Linked DNA regions of Sus scrofa: all the other regions are linked to region 2. A link is a contact called in public HiChIP or PLAC-seq data. All regions are on one chromosome and are shown on one strand. The core of a region is the stretch at or near the end of the contact, and the rest is flanking DNA. Distances in the headings are between cores, read along the strand shown. Region 1 holds the start of QTRT1 (queuine tRNA-ribosyltransferase catalytic subunit 1). Region 2 holds the start of KEAP1 (kelch-like ECH-associated protein 1). Region 3 holds the start of ICAM3 (intercellular adhesion molecule 3).

What was found. HiChIP or PLAC-seq counts read pairs in DNA pulled down with a chosen protein or histone mark.
Region 1: an H3K27ac HiChIP or PLAC-seq map of alveolar macrophages shows a contact between it and region 2. The contact joins the promoter of QTRT1 here to the promoter of KEAP1 in region 2. A contact is called at or near these places in 1 of 47 Hi-C or Micro-C datasets (heart right ventricle) and 1 of 2 datasets of contacts at active chromatin or transcription factors (alveolar macrophages).
Region 3: an H3K27ac HiChIP or PLAC-seq map of alveolar macrophages shows a contact between it and region 2. The contact joins the promoter of ICAM3 here to the promoter of KEAP1 in region 2. A contact is called at or near these places in 1 of 47 Hi-C or Micro-C datasets (liver) and 1 of 2 datasets of contacts at active chromatin or transcription factors (alveolar macrophages).

What each region holds. Positions count from the first base shown.
Region 1 is chr2:69,449,437-69,452,136 of Sscrofa11.1, forward strand. It overlaps QTRT1 (queuine tRNA-ribosyltransferase catalytic subunit 1), which reads left to right and starts at 1,356. Exons shown (of 10, transcript XM_003123209.4): 1 at 1,356-1,636; 2 at 1,877-1,945; 3 at 2,041-2,179. The coding sequence starts at 1,394.
Region 2 is chr2:69,288,068-69,290,767 of Sscrofa11.1, forward strand. KEAP1 (kelch-like ECH-associated protein 1) reads right to left here and starts at 1,442. Exons shown (of 6, transcript NM_001114671.1): 1 at 1,332-1,442.
Region 3 is chr2:69,148,921-69,151,620 of Sscrofa11.1, forward strand. It overlaps ICAM3 (intercellular adhesion molecule 3), which reads right to left and starts at 1,301. Exons shown (of 5, transcript NM_001145379.2): 1 at 955-1,301. The coding sequence starts at 1,045.

The DNA.
Region 1 (2,700 bases), core at 106-2,605, 160 kb after region 2:
TGGCTCAGCGGTAACGAACCCGATTAGTACCCGTGAGGACAAGGGTTTGATCCCTGGCCTCGCTCAATAGGTTAAGGTGAGTTAAGGATCCAGCATTGCCGTGAGCTGCAGTGCAGGTTGTAGACTGGGTGGGATCCTGTGTTGCTGTGGCTGTGGTGTAGGCCGGCACCTGCAGCTCCTACTCGACTCCTAGCCTGGGAATTTTCATATCTTCTGGGCATAGCCCTAAAAAGACAATAAATAAATAAATCAAAGATGAATGTTGCTGCAAAGGCCCCGAATTGGGCGTCATTGGTGGGTGTTTTCCAGACACGGCCTCAGTGAGGACTTCACCAGCCTGGGAAACAGCATTAGCCCAAGCTCTTGGGTCAGTTTCGCTGACCTGAGAGGAAGGCTTCTGGGGCAGATGTGCCCTCTGCTGGCCATAACATATATCAGCTCCATTTCCAATCAGTATTATTAAAATATACATCGTATATTGCTATTATTAGTAGCAGCACACAGCTAGTGCTTAATAAATCCGTGACCCACCCTCTCTCACCCTCTGTGGCATGGAGGCTGGCCCTAGTGGGGATGTATATGTAAGTATTTTTTGAATGAATGACCTAATAAATATAAAAAGGTTCTGGACTTTAGTCTCTCCCTCTGAAAATCTGTGATTTCTTCTTGCACCGAAGAAACTAATAATTATTGAGTGCATACTATGCACTAGGTCCTATTCCAAGCACTTGGAGCAACGCAACGATCAAGATAGACAAGAGATTGTGTCAGGCACCGTGTAAAAATCTATACACATCCATTCTGTCTCTCAATATTCACAATGTCCTAACGTCTAGATACTATTATTCACCCCATTTGATGGAAGATAAAATTATTATTATTATTATTATTATTTTGTCTTTGCTATTTCTTTGGGCCGCTCCCGCGGCATATGGAGGTTCCCAGGCTAGGAGTCGAATCGGAGCTGGAGCCACCGGCCTACGCCAGAGCCACAGCAACGCGGAATCCGAGCCGCGTCTGCAACCTACACCACAGCTCACGGAAATGCTCGATCGTTAACCCACTGAGCAAGGGCAGGGACCGAACCCGCAACCTCATGGTTCCTAGTCGGATTCGTTAACCACTGCTCCACGACGGGAACTCCCAAAATTATTACTTAGTGAGGCTTTGATTGCGAGGAAGTGGCGGGACTAGGCCTCCACACCAAGACAATACTTCGCGGCAGTGCGCTCCTCGTGGGAACGATCCAGGAGTAGCGAAAAGAAAGGCGAGCCGTTTCCATGGTTCATCTGACGCTCTCCCTGGGCCTGTGCTTGCGTCGTGCGCCACGTGACTTCAGCCAACATGGCGCCGCCCAGGGTGTTCCAGTGCCCACGTGGTTCCGGTAGGCAAGATGGCGGCAGCCGCTAGCCAGACTTCTTTGGATTCCGCCCCGCGCATCCTGCGATTGGTGGCCGAGTGTAGCCGTTCCAGGGCCCGAGCAGGGGAGCTGCGGCTGCCACACGGGCCAGTGGCTACTCCAGTGTTCATGCCAGTGGGCACGCAAGCCACCATGAAGGGCATCACCGCTGAGCAACTGGATGCGCTGGGCTGCCGCATCTGCCTGGGCAACACCTACCATCTGGGTCTGAGGCCGGTGGGTGGGCTCTTTCCCAGCGGGGCGGCGGAGCTTGGGGGGCCCAGGAGATGCCCTTGGGGCACGCCTCACAAAGTCTGTAGACAAATGAGTATCGAGCGTCTCAGATGGCCCAGGCCTTGTGCTGGGCGTAAGGAAACAGCGAGGATGGAAGCTGGCAAACTGTATCGCAGCCAAACTTGGACCCCCCGCCCCGGGTTGAGTTCACCCCTAACCTGATCCTTTCTTCCTCTAACCCAGGGCCCTGATCTGATCCAGAAAGCCCACGGTCTCCACGGCTTTATGAATTGGCCTCACAATCTGCTGACGGTAAGATGGGTTCGAGGATGTGATCCGAGAGTACTCCTTTTGGGTGGATAGTCCCAATCCCTTTCCTGACAGCCTTGCGATGGGGTTTCCCTCAGGACAGCGGCGGCTTCCAGATGGTGTCCCTGGTGTCCCTGTCCGAAGTGACGGAGGAGGGCGTCCGCTTCCGCTCCCCTTACGACGGTGATGAAACCCTTCTGAGCCCGGAGAGGTCCGTGGAGATCCAGAACGCACTGGGTGAGCGGATCCCGGGGAGCCGCCCCTTCCCCTGACTTTTGGAAGTCGAGGTGAGACAGGCCTCCCCCTCTCCTGCTTGACTTTGAGCCAGTCACTCCCCATCCCTGAGCCTCAGTTGAGCCAGTCCAAATGGGGATAGTTACTAAAAATAATGATGTCAGTAAATCTCTTATCACAGTTCTGACACACATGGTAGCTTTTAGTGTTATCTTTATTGCTATTGTTTTTTAAATAGTAAATTAGCTGGCAAAGATATTTTGAAATAATGGGGGCAACATGAGGGTACTGGGGAGGCTTTAGACCCCTCCCATCTCCATTACTATCCCCTATTCCTTGATAAGGTCAGCTAACATTTTTCAGTTTCATAAAGTGCCTTGGAAACAGGTTCAAACCTTCACATCTTCTAAGCAGATTGGTGTTTTCAGACCCCTGAATATAGATATTCTGTGGCTCCTGAATACAGATATTCTGAGCCTGGGTGCTGATGTCATACTATCCATGGAACTTACAGCCCAAAAGGG
Region 2 (2,700 bases), core at 192-2,691:
TCTGATGGTCCTTCCCTTCCTAGGGCATATCCATCTCCTTCCTTCATTCACCTCACCAACATTTATTGAGCATCTACTGTGGACCACTACCAGGCACAGTTCTAGACACCAGGGACACAGCAGTGAGTAAGACTGACATACACTGTGCTCCCTTAGAGCTGACACTTGGGAATGGAGGAGCCATAAGTAAAATAAGCAAGACTTGAGCAAAAATTGAGGCTTTGAAGGAAATGACAGCACATTGTGATAGTGTGACTTGAGGGCAGTTACTTTAACTCAGGTATTCCAGGCCTCTGTTGGTGCTGAGACAAGAGGGGTGAACATATGAAGGAGGTGGGGGTGGGATGAGAGTTTTCTAGGCAGAGAGAGAGCAAGTGCAAAGGCTCAGAGGCAGAATGACAGGCAATCTGAAAAATCGGTAAGGAGTATAATGAGCATAATGACTATTGAAGGGTTTCCAAGAAACCTGTGGAGACTCGACAGCCAGGGCAGGAGCTGTGTTTTGAAAAGTCCTTCAGGGAGGAGGGAATCTGCAAGAGGCTCCCCAAGTTTCTCTAACTCATCTTTCCCTGGGCTCAACTCAGTCACCTCCTCCCTGCTTTATTTCCATCACAGCACTTGTCAAGAATTGAAATGAGCTCCTTTGCTTCCTCCTTGAAGGATGGCCCATCCGTCTGGCCCTGAGCCCCCAGGTTTCTGAGGACAGGTAGCCCTGTGTAGGTCAGGGCTGTGCCCATCCTCTCCTGTGCCTCTCTGCCTGGGATCTGGCACCGTGCAGGGGTCAATGAGCTATGGCTGGCTGACTGCCCACTCCAGTGTGCCTGCCAGATCACCCTCCTCCACCGGGCCATGGCCGCCTCTCCCCAGCTGAGGCCCAGGCCGGCCTCTTGGTCATGGGCCAATCGGCCAACGGTGCCCCCTGGGCCCTGGGCACTCCCCCGCCACCCCCATGAAGCGGTAAGTGGGAGACTGCGCATGTCCTGCCTGAGCTGCCAAGGCCTGGAAAAGGGAGGAAGTGACCCCGCCGCCGCCTCTCCACTGCCAGCCCCAGGGCGAAGACCAAGCCCCCCAACGTCCCGGAATCCCCCGGCCTTGGTCGGAGCGGCGCTCCCTGGGCCCTTGGCTCGGTTTGCGTCGCTCTCGGGCCACCCCGCGAGTTGCGCCGTCCAACAAAAGGCTCCGACTCGAACCGCACCCTTCTGGCCTCCGCGGAGCCGCGGGAACCCCGAGGCGACCGGCCCGCAACGCGCAGTTCTCCGGCCCCCAGGCACGGCCGCAGGGCACTCACGGCCCACGGTACCCGCCGCCCGGGCGCAGGCCGCCTCACTCACCCCGCCATGGCCGCTCTCGGGCTCCGCCTCCGTCGCCCAGGCCCAGGCGCCTCCATCGCAGCGTGCAGGGGGGAGGTGCGGAACGCGCGCAGGTCACCATGACTAAGCAGAGCCGGGCGCCGGCCGTGTCAGAATAAAAGTCCCGGCGGCCCCCGGCCTCCTCGAGCGGCGGGGACAGCGGAGGGGCCGCTCCCCACCCCACCCCGCCCACGCTAGCTGTCGCCCAGCTGCGCAGCCTCAGCGCGGCGACCACAGCGGTCTTTGCGACGGGGCCAATGACCGCAGCGCTCGGCGCTCCCAAACTCGTGGTAGGAGCCGCAGAGAATCAGAGCCCCAGGTTCGAGGCCCAGCCCGTCCCCGCACCAGGGATCAGTGGGCATCCCTCACCACCGCCGACCTGCCGCCGCGCTCACCTGGGTCGTCGCGTAGCCTCTGCCGCTCTCCCTACGAGGTGGGGAAGCCTGGGCTCCGCGGCGGCTCTGGGGCACCGTGGTGCCACCCGCTCACCGAGCTTCCGGGAAGCCCTAAGGGCCTCGGCCCGGCCGGGGGCGGCTCTCGACTAATTTTCCTTGTGAGAGGCCCGCGGGCGCTTCCGCCGTCGCGGGGGGGCCTTGGTTCTGGGGTGGCTCAGCCTTCGGGGTCGCGGCCGTCGAGTGGGGGGGCAGCCTCAGGACGCCCGGGAAGGAGGCGGGGAGAGGGCGGAGAGGGCGCGGCGGGGAAGGAGTCTCGATTCCCCGCCCTTCCCGCAGGTGCCTCGGCGCCCGTGGGCATAGAGCTGGGCATCGGGCGAGGGATCACCGCGAAGCCTATCTGGCCGGTACCCCCCTCGCAGTCCCCTCCATCCGCCTAGTTTTGTCGATTTCTGTGCGTGTCTGCTGTCCACGACCTGCTCTTCTTTGTCCCTTTAACTTCACAGGGCGCGGGCCTCACATTAAGGCAGCGCAGGATCCAGTTAGAATTGTCTACCCACTTGAATTTTCATTGTCTTTATTTTTTAGTTATCGCCAATCTGAAAGAGCGTGAAGCTCTCGGGAAGAGATACGAACTCCAGCTCTGCCACTCTAGCTCTGTGCGGGTGGGCCTGTAGCTTAATTAACCTCTCCAGGCTTCAGTTTCCTCGCTATAAGAATGTTAACAATAAAAGCACCTACCTGCTAGGTTATCTGGAATACTAAATAAGAACACTTGCGCCCAATAAAATATGGATTTTTATTCTTCATGGCAAGTGATACTGATTTACCACTTATGCTGTCTGTGATATAAAGGTAACTTCAATAAATGCATTAAAAATTTTTTTAAGAGTACATCTATATGAAAACTTAAGTGAGAAGTTCCTGTCCTGGCTCAGCGGAACCGAATCTGACTAGCA
Region 3 (2,700 bases), core at 51-2,550, 140 kb before region 2:
AATTAAGGGAAACTCTGCTGGGGGCTCCAATGCCCCGCAACCCACGCATCCCATCTGCAGCAGGCCCCACCATTCGGCACCTCCTCTTGTTGAGATGGTCCCTGCCTTCCAGGTGTTTCGGTTTAGTGGAGAAATACATTCAATGAACCAGGAACGCAAGAGAACTGGGACAGAGGCCAGAGGAGACCCTGATCCAGTCACCAGGAGAAAGTGAGTCAGGGAAGGCCTCCTGGAGGAGAGGACCACTGTGGCCAGTTTTTTTTTTTTTTTTAATTTTCCCACTGTACAGCAAGGGGGTCAGGTTATCCTTACTTGTATACATTACAATGTGGCCAGTTTTAAAGGTTTAAGGAGTTATCCAAGTGAAAGGGTGATCCTGGCAGCTGGAAGAGCACAGGCAGAGGTGGAGGCTCCAGATGGAGCAGGGAGAGGTGCAGGTGTGCATGTGTGTTTTCGTGTTTGCATGCGTGTTTTCGTGTTCGCATGCATGTATGTGCATTTGTGTGTGTGTGTGTTTTGTGGAGGTGGCGGGGAACAAGTCAAATGCAGGGTTGGGCCTTAGGGAGCCCTGAGGGCTGAGTGCAGGAGCCATCACTCTCTCCCAAGGACATTGGTGAGCCCCCCAGCAGATCAGAGCTAAAGAAGCGTAAGTTGGGAGTTCTCTGATGGCCTAGCAGGTTGAGGCTCCTGCGTTCTCACCGCTGTGGCTCTGGTTGCTGCTGTGCTGCTGTCCTGGCCCAGGAATTCCCACATACTGCCTGTGTGGCAAAAAAGAAAAAAAAATATACAAAAAAACCCAAAGAGAGAACCTGAAATAAACGTTGCAACTCTCATTTAAAAAAAAAAAAAAAAAAGCGTAAGTTACCACAGCCCCAGGCAGCAGGGTGTGAGATGCTCTGTGGGCCTTCCCCTCCCCTCCCAATTCCCCAATTCCAGCCCTCCCCTGTACCTCACCTGGGGGTAGTAGACAGGCAACTAGAAGCAGAGAGATGAGGAAAATCCAGTAGGCCCCGGACGGCAGCCACGATGGCACCATGGTGGCCATCCTGCAGGAGGAAGTTGCCTTAATGAGGTGCTGGCTACCACGGAGCAAGCGAGTCACCCAGGGGAAGGAAGCACAGTCACTGCAGTTACGAAGGCTGCAGTCCAGGGGCCGCACCTTGTCCAGTCCTGGGGAGGGGCAGGGGATACTCTGTCCCCCCCGGGGTTCCGAGTTGGGGGGCCCAATGGGGTGGAAGGCTCTGGCAAGCCTCTGAGAGGGCAGACCTCAGTTAAACCCTGATCCCACATGAACCCACAGGAAGTGCTAACACTATCATCTTCCTTTGTTAACAGCACTGGAAAGCCTTAGGGGGAGGGGTGTGAAACATCTTCCTGTTGAACTTTGGTGAAGTGGGGCAGATGCTCTGTCCCAAGCAGGAAGTTACTGGGGGATATTCAGACACTTGCCTCGAAGTGATAGATAGGGTGGGACTTCAAGGCAACATTTCAAGGAGGCAACCATGAGCAGACTTGAGGAGTTAGCATGAGATCTCAACCTTCCTGGGGGGCAAAGAAGAGATTTGGAGGTGATAATGAGAGACCGCCTAAGATGAGTGAAGCCATGACAATGAACAGAGCTCACACTGATTGGGCACTTGTGCCAGGCTCTGTGTTGGCTGCCCCAATGATTCCTATGGGGGCCACTTACCTTTGTTTATTTATTTATTGTCTTTTTTTTGCTATTTCTTTGGGCCGCTCCTGCGGCATATGGAGGTTCCCAGGCTAGGGGTCGAATTGGAGCTGTAGCTGCCAGCCTACGCTAGAGCCACAGCAACGCGGGATCCGAGCCGCGTCTGCAGCCTACACCACAGCTCACAGCAACGCCGGATCGTTAACCCACTGAGCAAGGGCAGGGACCGAACCCGCAACCTCATGGTTCCTAGTCGGATTCGTTAACCACTGCGCCACGACGGGAACTCCTATTTATTGTCTTTTTGTCTTTTTAGGGCTGTACCCGCGGCATATGGAGGTTCCCAGGCTAGGGGTTGAATCGGAGCTGTAGCTGCTGGCCTATGCCACAGCCACAGCAAAGCAGGATCCCTGCCGCATCTGCAACCTACACCATAGCTCATGGCAATGCTGGTCCCAGAACCACTGAGCAAGGCCAGGGATCGAACCCACAACCTCATGGTTCCTAGTCAGATTCGTTTCTGCTGCACCACAACGGGAACTCCCAGGGCCCCTTACCTTTGAGGGTCTTGGGGGAAGGTCCCCACATTCCCTGGGTGCAGTGCCGAGGTGGGGTGTGTGGAGATGGCTAAATCTGGAACCACCGTTTGCCAAGGGGCTATTTGTAACCCCTTCCCCCTATCCCCATCCCCCCTTGCCCTTCCCTCCAGAGAGGTGGTCTTTATCCAAGAGAAGGGACTGCGGGGTGGGGGTCGGGTGGGCATATCCCCTCCATCAGCTCCATTTCTCAGACCACTGACCTGTCTCCTGTGCCTCTGCTCTGAGCTCCAGAGAGGGACTTTGTTGAGGGCTATGATGGTGTTTTCCCCAGTGGCTGCGACACTGCATTCTCCCACCAGCTGAGCATGAGTGTTTCAGTTTCGCTACATCCTTGTCAACACTTGCTGTTTCCTATGTGCTTTTCCTCAGCATTCATCTACTCTCCGAATCCCTGAGGCCACACCTCCTCTCCTCTCACCTGGAACAAGC